2 separate regions of the Canis lupus genome follow, and region 1 is linked to region 2. Evidence: chromatin contacts called from public Hi-C data. All regions are on one chromosome and are shown on one strand. The core of a region is the stretch at or near the end of the contact, and the rest is flanking DNA. Distances in the headings are between cores, read along the strand shown.

Region 1 (3,909 bases), core at 156-2,655, 170 kb after region 2:
CATTAAACAAGAATCGATTGAGCACCCACGAGGTGTTGGGCTGCATCTAGACACTGGGATTAATTCAACAATTTGTAGGTGCCAGATGCTTACATACCTTGTTTTAAATCTCACAAACTACCTAGATTCTGAGAGGTTAAGTAACTTGCCCGGGTGACACGGCTACTAAGTACCTGATGGAGAATCTGAATCCAAGCCTGTCTGATTTCAAAGCATGTGGCTTTCCCACTGTTTCAGGCTTTCTCAGTTCAAGGTGATAATAAAATAAAACCTACTGACGGCAAAACACGTTTAGTCATGCCTCTGCGAACATTTTAGGCTGATCCGAGAAACCTAAGTATTTTATCTCCCAATCCCTGCCAACATTTGCTCAGCATTCACTCCCCTTGGCCAAAATATCAAGAAGAGTGATTCAGAATCCAGGCCAGGAGCGGATTACACAGCTCATATCCTGACTCTCTTTCAGCCCCAAGTAAGAAAGTTAAGGTAACTGCATTGTTAAGGCACAACAAAAAGTAAAAGTCTCGAGACACAGCTGAGGAAGTAGGAAGACTCAGGGATTCCAAGTGTGGTCTACACCGCTCCGGACACGCATGACCCCTAGCTGGTTACTTCGTTTCTCTAAGACTCAGTTTATAAATTCTAGTGTGGGTGCATCACCCCGCCTTTGCCGTGGGCGCCCAATGAGGAAATGGGTGTGAATGCGTTTTGGAATCCACTACACCGTGGGCGCCCAGGGTTCACTGGAAGAGATCAGAGTCTGTAATTCTTGTTCCAGTGAATTTACTGTGACCACCCACACGTGCCCAGCCGTGCCCTGGGAACCCATCCTGGCTGAAAAGGAGGGGGAAACTGCCCCATTTACCTTCAGGGTAATAATCCGGTTGGCAGTCTTGATTTCAAAAGTCCCCTCCTCGGCGTCCGCCTTGCAGTCAAAGACCGCAGTGGAGAGGTCGATGCTGTCCAAGGGATTGGCATCCTGCGCGGTCCGTGAGTAATACAGGTGACATTTCTTCTCGTCGTAGAAGAACCAGCGGGATTTCCAGCCCCGAATGGGACCTTTGCCGCCAAATTTACTTAAATAGCCACAGAGTTTCTTGGCGGCCGCCCCCGACTCCTCCGGAGGCAGCACCTCGGCGCCCCCGGCCGAGCCCGCAGGCTCTGCGAACCTGGGGACGGAGGAGCTAGACTCTGCGGGGTCCTCCTGGGCGCCCTCCATTCCGACTGAGGCTCGGCTGCCAGCGCGGGCCCAACCTCGGAGACTCCGGGGGTGCTCCCGAGAGGGAGAAATCTGGGCGGGGGCGGGGCCGGTGGCGACCCGCCCCCCGGAGACGGCAGGAATGCGGACGGCGGCGGCCCGCGCGCCTTTCACCGAGAGTCCAGGTGGGGCGGCTGGCCACGCCCCTCCCGACCTCCAGGCGGCCAGGCCACGCCCTCGCCACGCCTAACCACGCCCCCTCCCCGCACCGCCCACCCCGCCTACTTCCGGCTTTTACTCCGCGCCGGTCAGCCATCTTTAGTGAGGGCACCTGCGGACCGTGAGAGCGCCCTCAGGTTGAAGGCGTGGTGTCCCTGAGCTACGTTAACTGGCGGCAGAGAAGCGGGAAGAGACACCTGTCTCTGACTAGGCTGCCTTGCTACCTCGCGTAATAATGTACAAGGACAGTTCATTTTGCGCCTGAAGGGCCGTCTGCTTTTACCTAAGTCCAGGTGCCGTGCAGGTTACCCTCGAGCGGCGCATCCCGCGGCCATTGGCTGAGAGGGACGCCGGGTGGATGACGCCACTTCCGGCGCCGCTCGGGGCGCTAGCGAGTCCAGGGTCTCTGCAGGCTTCTCTCCGGGGGGGATCGTTCAGCTTGTTGAGGTCTTTACACTGAGTGCAGCGGCCTCCGCTGCACCTGCTGCGGTTCCTACTCGCCTCCCTCCGGCCCAAGTCACGATAGGTAGGGCGCCCAGGCCCGGCTGCAGCTAAATGATGACGCTAAAATCCTACATAAAATACTTGCAAACCGGTTCTGGTGTTTCACCAAAGAATTACATACTGCACCTGGAAGGAGCTATTTTAGAGATGCAGGCATATTTGAATAACAAGAGAAAATTACATCTGTAGTGCCAAAGATACGGTCGTCTTAATATTTTCTGAAAAGGTATTTGATTAAAAAGATATTTTCTAAAAAGGTATTTGATCAAATTCACCATCCATTTCTGGAGTTTTAAAAGACGTCTTGATTATTATGGAAGTATAGTTGACACACAATGTTTCAAAATTTCTTAATAAAGCAAACAGCACATCTTGTTTAGATTTTCTAGCTAACTAATGGTAGATACTTGCAATCATAATAATTTCAAATATACGACTTACATTTGAAAAACTCAGGAGTTTTCCCACTAATAGTTCAGGATCTAATCCAGGATTCCACATTTGGTCATCATGTTCCCTTAGTCTCCTCTGAGCTATTACGTATTTCAGCTTTTCCTTTATTTCATTTTATTTTATTTTATTTTATTTTATTTTATTTTTTATGACTGACATTTTTTTAAGGGTACTGGTCAGTTTTATAGAATTGTGTGAATTTGAGTTTGTCGGGTGTTTTCTCATGATTAGATTGGGGTGATGGGCTTTGGGGGAGACCACGACAGAGGGGAAGTGCCTCTCTCATCACATAATATCCAGCTATGTGATATGCACATGGTGATGGTAGACCTCCTTCACATAGTTAAGATGATTTCTTGGCCAAAATGTTACCATTTTTAACCCTCTTTAAGTCTCAAGAAGCTCCACCTTCTGGAGGGTAGAGGGAGGGTAGTTGATAGGATTTTTTACAGCCTATTAAAGTGATTCTAAGGTTCATTTCCAAGAAATGAACAGGTGAGAGTAGCTAAATTTTTGAAGAAAAAAAAAAAAGAACAGTTAGAAAGGATTTGATCTACCAGATATTCAAACTTATTAATTCAACCAAAAAATATTCAGTGGGTGCCTTCTACCAGGCACCATTTAAAATGCAGGGCCACAGTGATGAACAGGACAAGTCCAAGATCCCAGTAAGCTGTCATTCTAGTCCAAGGAGACGGGCCATAGACAAGTAAACAAGTAAATATCATGTTGACCTCAGATTCTCATACTTTCTAGGAAGAAGTGAGCAGAATGATAAGAACAACAGAATTTAATGTTTCTGGTGTAGGGACAGGCACATCAATGGAGCAAAGTAAGTTCAGAAAAACATACAAATAAGTGTAGGAATGTGGTACAGGGCAGGGTTTCTCAACCTTTCCCCCATTATTATCCCTAAAGGAGCCTTTTCAGACTTTTTCCCTAATCACCACCTCCCATAAAATTTTAATACCACAGATATAACATGTATCTCTATGTACTGCACATATGTCTGTGCTTTATACATAAAAAGAGTAGGATTTTTCTTCTGTGCCCCAAGACCAATTTTCAACCCGTTGGGGGTGATGTCCCTATCGAGAAAACATTGTATTGGAATGTCAGATAAAGTTAGAATTTCAAATCAGTGGGGGACATGATGAGCTAGCTCTTCAATAAGTTAGTTTAGATATTCCCATAATATTGTATATCAAATCGTGTTTATGTACATTAGAAAATTTTACCTTAAAATGAAAGCATAATATATATTTAAACGGAGTGTTATTCAGCCTTAAATAGGAACAAAATTCTGATAGATGCTATGATATGGATGAGCCTTGTAAATATTCTGCTAAGTGAAATGAACAAGACCCCGAAGGACAAATATTATATAGTTCCACTTACATGAGGTACCTAGAATAGGCAAAATGCCTATTTTAGGTACTTAGAATAGGCAAATTTCTCTATGAGAAAGTGTAATAGAAATTACAAGGGGATGGGGAAGGAGAAATGAGGAATTATTGTTTAATGGGTATAGAGTT
Region 2 (3,593 bases), core at 263-2,762:
CCCTCTATCTGCTTTTAACAATCAAATGTTCCCCAGAAAAGGTCTATATTTGTCCCTTCTGTTTCCTCACCTCCTTTGGTCAACAAATCTGCTCTCTCCAGTGGCATTCTGATCCCTAAGTCCATTGGTCTCTTCTTCCTCATTCTCCTGGACTGTCTGGGCCTTTGACTTCATCAGTCTCCCTGCCTCAGGACCACCCTAATTCTGTCAACTACTTCTAGTCTCTTTTCTCCATTCCTGTGGTGGCAGCTGCTCAAGCTCATTCCTCCACGCTCTTCCTCCCTCTGGAAGCCCTCTCTTCCAGCCGTCTACCTATCCTGGGTCTTGTCCTCACTCAGAATGACTCTGGGTTCTCTCTGGCCCAGACCTCTACTGAACCTCAAACCTGCCTTTTCTCCTACCTGGTGGGCAGTTTCACTTACATATTTATACCAATGTGTCCAAACCCTACTCTTCTCACCTTCCACCCAGAGGTGCCTCCTCCTTGCTTTTCTCTATTATTACTTTGCTCATCAGTTCGGGTAAAGCAAGCTGAGAATCAGTGTTTTCTTCAAACTGCCTCATTTCTTTCTTTTTTTTTTTTTTCTGCCTCTTATTTCTGAACTTTGTCTGCAAGCTAACAGCATAATTGCGGTGGCCGAAGGCCAGAGGCAGACCAGGGTCCTGGTCCGAGCTCTGCTCTGGATTTCTGGATGGCTTTGGACAAGTCAGTGGCACTTTTTTTTTTTTTTTTTAAGATTTTATTTATGTATTCAGAGAGGCAGAGACCTAGGTAGAGAGAGGGAAGCAGGCCCCACGCAGGGAGCCAGATGTGGGACTCGATCCCGGGACCCCAGGATCACGCCCCGAGCCGAAGGCAGATGCTCAACCACTGAGCCACCCAGGGGCCCCTCGTGAACTTTCTGAACATAAATGGAGACCACGTATTGAAACCTCACTACAGGACAAGTACCGTGGTCAGGGCCTTCTATACATCATGTCGCGAACCTATATAATTTTCCCATTTGGGGGAAAAGGAAAATAAGGTCCAGGAAGACTAACGCGTTCACGACCGAGAACCGGCTAGTGGGAGGGGCTGAGCTCAAAGCAGCTCCGCAGTTCCAACTCCAGAGTCCGTTTTTTCCATTACACCGTAGGGAGCCCGCTCCCCACGCCCGAGGCCGCCGTCAGCCTCCCGCCGTCCCACTGCCCTACGGGGAATGGTGGCTCCCGGCTGGAGCGCGGAGGCCGCGAGCACCACCGCCCCGGCAGCCCGGCCGGGAGCCCGCGGCCCCGCTCAGGAGCACCCGGCGGCCGTCCTCGTCCCGCCGCCCCGCCCACCTCGCGCAGGCTCCGCCCCCTGCCCCGATTGGCTGGCGGGAGCGACTTGGGGCCCGCGGATTGGCTGCGCGGCCGCGGGCTGACGTGGCGGCGCTGACGCGGCGGGGCCGCTGTGTGGTCCCCGCTGGGCTGCGGACCGGACTCGAGGCGGGCGGTGCGGCGCCGGAGCGCGAGGCGAGCCGAGCCGCCGCGATGCCGCTGGAGCTGGAGCTGTGTCCCGGGCGCTGGGTGGGCGGGCAGCACCCGTGCTTCATCATTGCCGAGATCGGCCAGAACCACCAGGGCGACCTGGAAGTGGCCAAGCGCATGATCCGCACGGCTAAGGTGAGGGCAGAGCCCGGGGCGGAAAAGGCGCCGGCAGGAACCGGGACCGGGGGCGGGGGCGGGGCCCGGAGCCGGGGGCGGGGCCGGAGACTGCAGGCGGGGGCGGGGCCCGGAGCCGGGGGCGGGGCCGGAGACTGCAGGCGGGGGCGGGGCCTGGAGCCGGGGGCGGGGCCCGGAGACAGCAGGCGGGGGCGGGGCCTGGAGCCGGGGGCGGGGCCCGGAGACAGCAGGTGGGGGCGGGGACCCGGGATCCCGCGTGCGGCCTGGCGTCCCGCTCGCCGTGTCCGTTCTTAAATCTTTGCGGTCCTCCTCACCTCTCCCCACCCTCCTCACCTGTCTGCATCCCTGCAGTTGCCTCCTGACCCGTCCTTTGCCCCCTTCGGGTGGCAGAAGGATCTTCCTAGAGCACAGGTTTGATGAGGTCGTACCCCTGCCTCAGTGGCTCCCCACGGCCCGCGGGTGGAGCCAGAACCCCTCACCGTAGGCTTCAGGACCTCAGTGACCTGGTTCCTTCCTGCCTGCTCATTGTTTCGTCTCCGACATCTTTCAGCGACCTTGAATTACTTCCAGCAAGTTCCGGAAGTTCCCGAAGTTGCTGTGATCTCCTCTCACTTGCCTTTCCTTGTGTTTGGAAAAGGAAATGGTGAAACCGTCAGGGCTCTGGATTCAAATTCAGACGCCACCACTTACCAGCCGTGTGAACACGGACTAGTTACTTAACCTCTCTGTGAGCCTCCGTTTCATCGTTTGAAAATCGGCTTGATAATAGTACTTAATAGAGTTTGTAAGAATCTAACGGGATGATTTATGTAAGGCTCTTAGCACAGTATTTGGCACAGAGGACTCAATAAATGTTAGCTATTAGCGATAGATTTATAAATATTCATTGCTCCCTCTTGGCAATTTTTTTTTTTTAGATTTTTAATTTTTTTTTATTTTTAAATTTATTTATTCATGAGAGACAGAGAGAGAGGCAGAAGGAGAAGCAGGCTCCCCACAGGGAACCTGATGCGGGCCTGGATCCCAGGACCCTGGGATCAGGACCTGAGCGGAAGGCAGAAAGAAGCCCAAACTGAGGCACCCAGGAACCCCGGCAAATTTCCATTCCTGTCCAGGTCTACTTGGATGCTTTTTTCCAACCCTTTCCCTCAAGGCTGGGCCCCTGTCATTGCTCCCATCATATTGCATTGTCACTGTCCAAGTTCCTTGCTCTCTCTGTTCAACTGTGAAACCCTTGAATGGGGGACTATCGTGTTTTTATTGTGACCTTAGTCCCCAGCATGAGGTCTGTGCTGTGATTTCTGGGTTTAAGGATGGCTCACTCCCATATTTTTCCCCCCTCCCTTCAGTCAGAGGTGTTCACCTAATGTCGTTAATTGTGATTAGGTATTTATCTTGCTCTTCGTTCAGGACTAACTCTGCTTTTATGGAAGCCAACTGAATGCTAAGTGCTTACTCTATCAGATACTGGGCTAAATGCTTTAAATGCACCATCTCATTTCATTATTATAATACAATGTGGTAGATGCTATTGTTTTCACATTTTTTTAAAGATTTTATTTATTTATTAGAGAGAGAGAGAGAGTGCATGCACAAACAGGGGCTAGAGGGAGAAGCAGGGTCTCTGCTCAGCAGGGAGCCTGATGTGGGGCTCTATCCCAGGACCCCAGGATCATGACCTGAGCTGAAGGCAGATGCTTAACCGACTGAGCCACCCAGGTGCCCCTATTGGTTTCATTTTAAACCCTCTGAGAAGTGACTTGCCCAAGGGCACACAGCTAGAAAATACTGGACTGCAGAGGTTTGTTCCTAACCGGAGAGCATAAGCCTTTGTGTGGTAACATTATTTTCTAGAGGGGTAGTTCCTGCTCTTAATTTATGTTCCCTATAAATTCAGAGGTGAGAACTCTGAATTCTGAGGTTGTAAAAATCCCCAGAGACATTGAAGC

What was found. Hi-C and Micro-C count contacts between places; a contact is called where the count stands out from the background.
Region 1: a Hi-C map of blood shows a contact between it and region 2, with 2.4 times the contacts expected there. The contact joins the promoter of TBC1D2 here to the promoter of NANS in region 2. A contact is called at or near these places in 2 of 9 Hi-C or Micro-C datasets (both in blood).

The regions. Positions count from the first base shown.
Region 1 is chr11:55,789,086-55,792,994 of UU_Cfam_GSD_1.0, forward strand. It overlaps TBC1D2 (TBC1 domain family member 2A), which reads right to left and starts at 1,406. Exons shown (of 14, transcript XM_038552915.1): 1 at 866-1,406. The coding sequence starts at 1,219.
Region 2 is chr11:55,619,788-55,623,380 of UU_Cfam_GSD_1.0, forward strand. NANS (sialic acid synthase) reads left to right here and starts at 1,513. Exons shown (of 6, transcript XM_038552913.1): 1 at 1,513-1,644. The coding sequence starts at 1,513.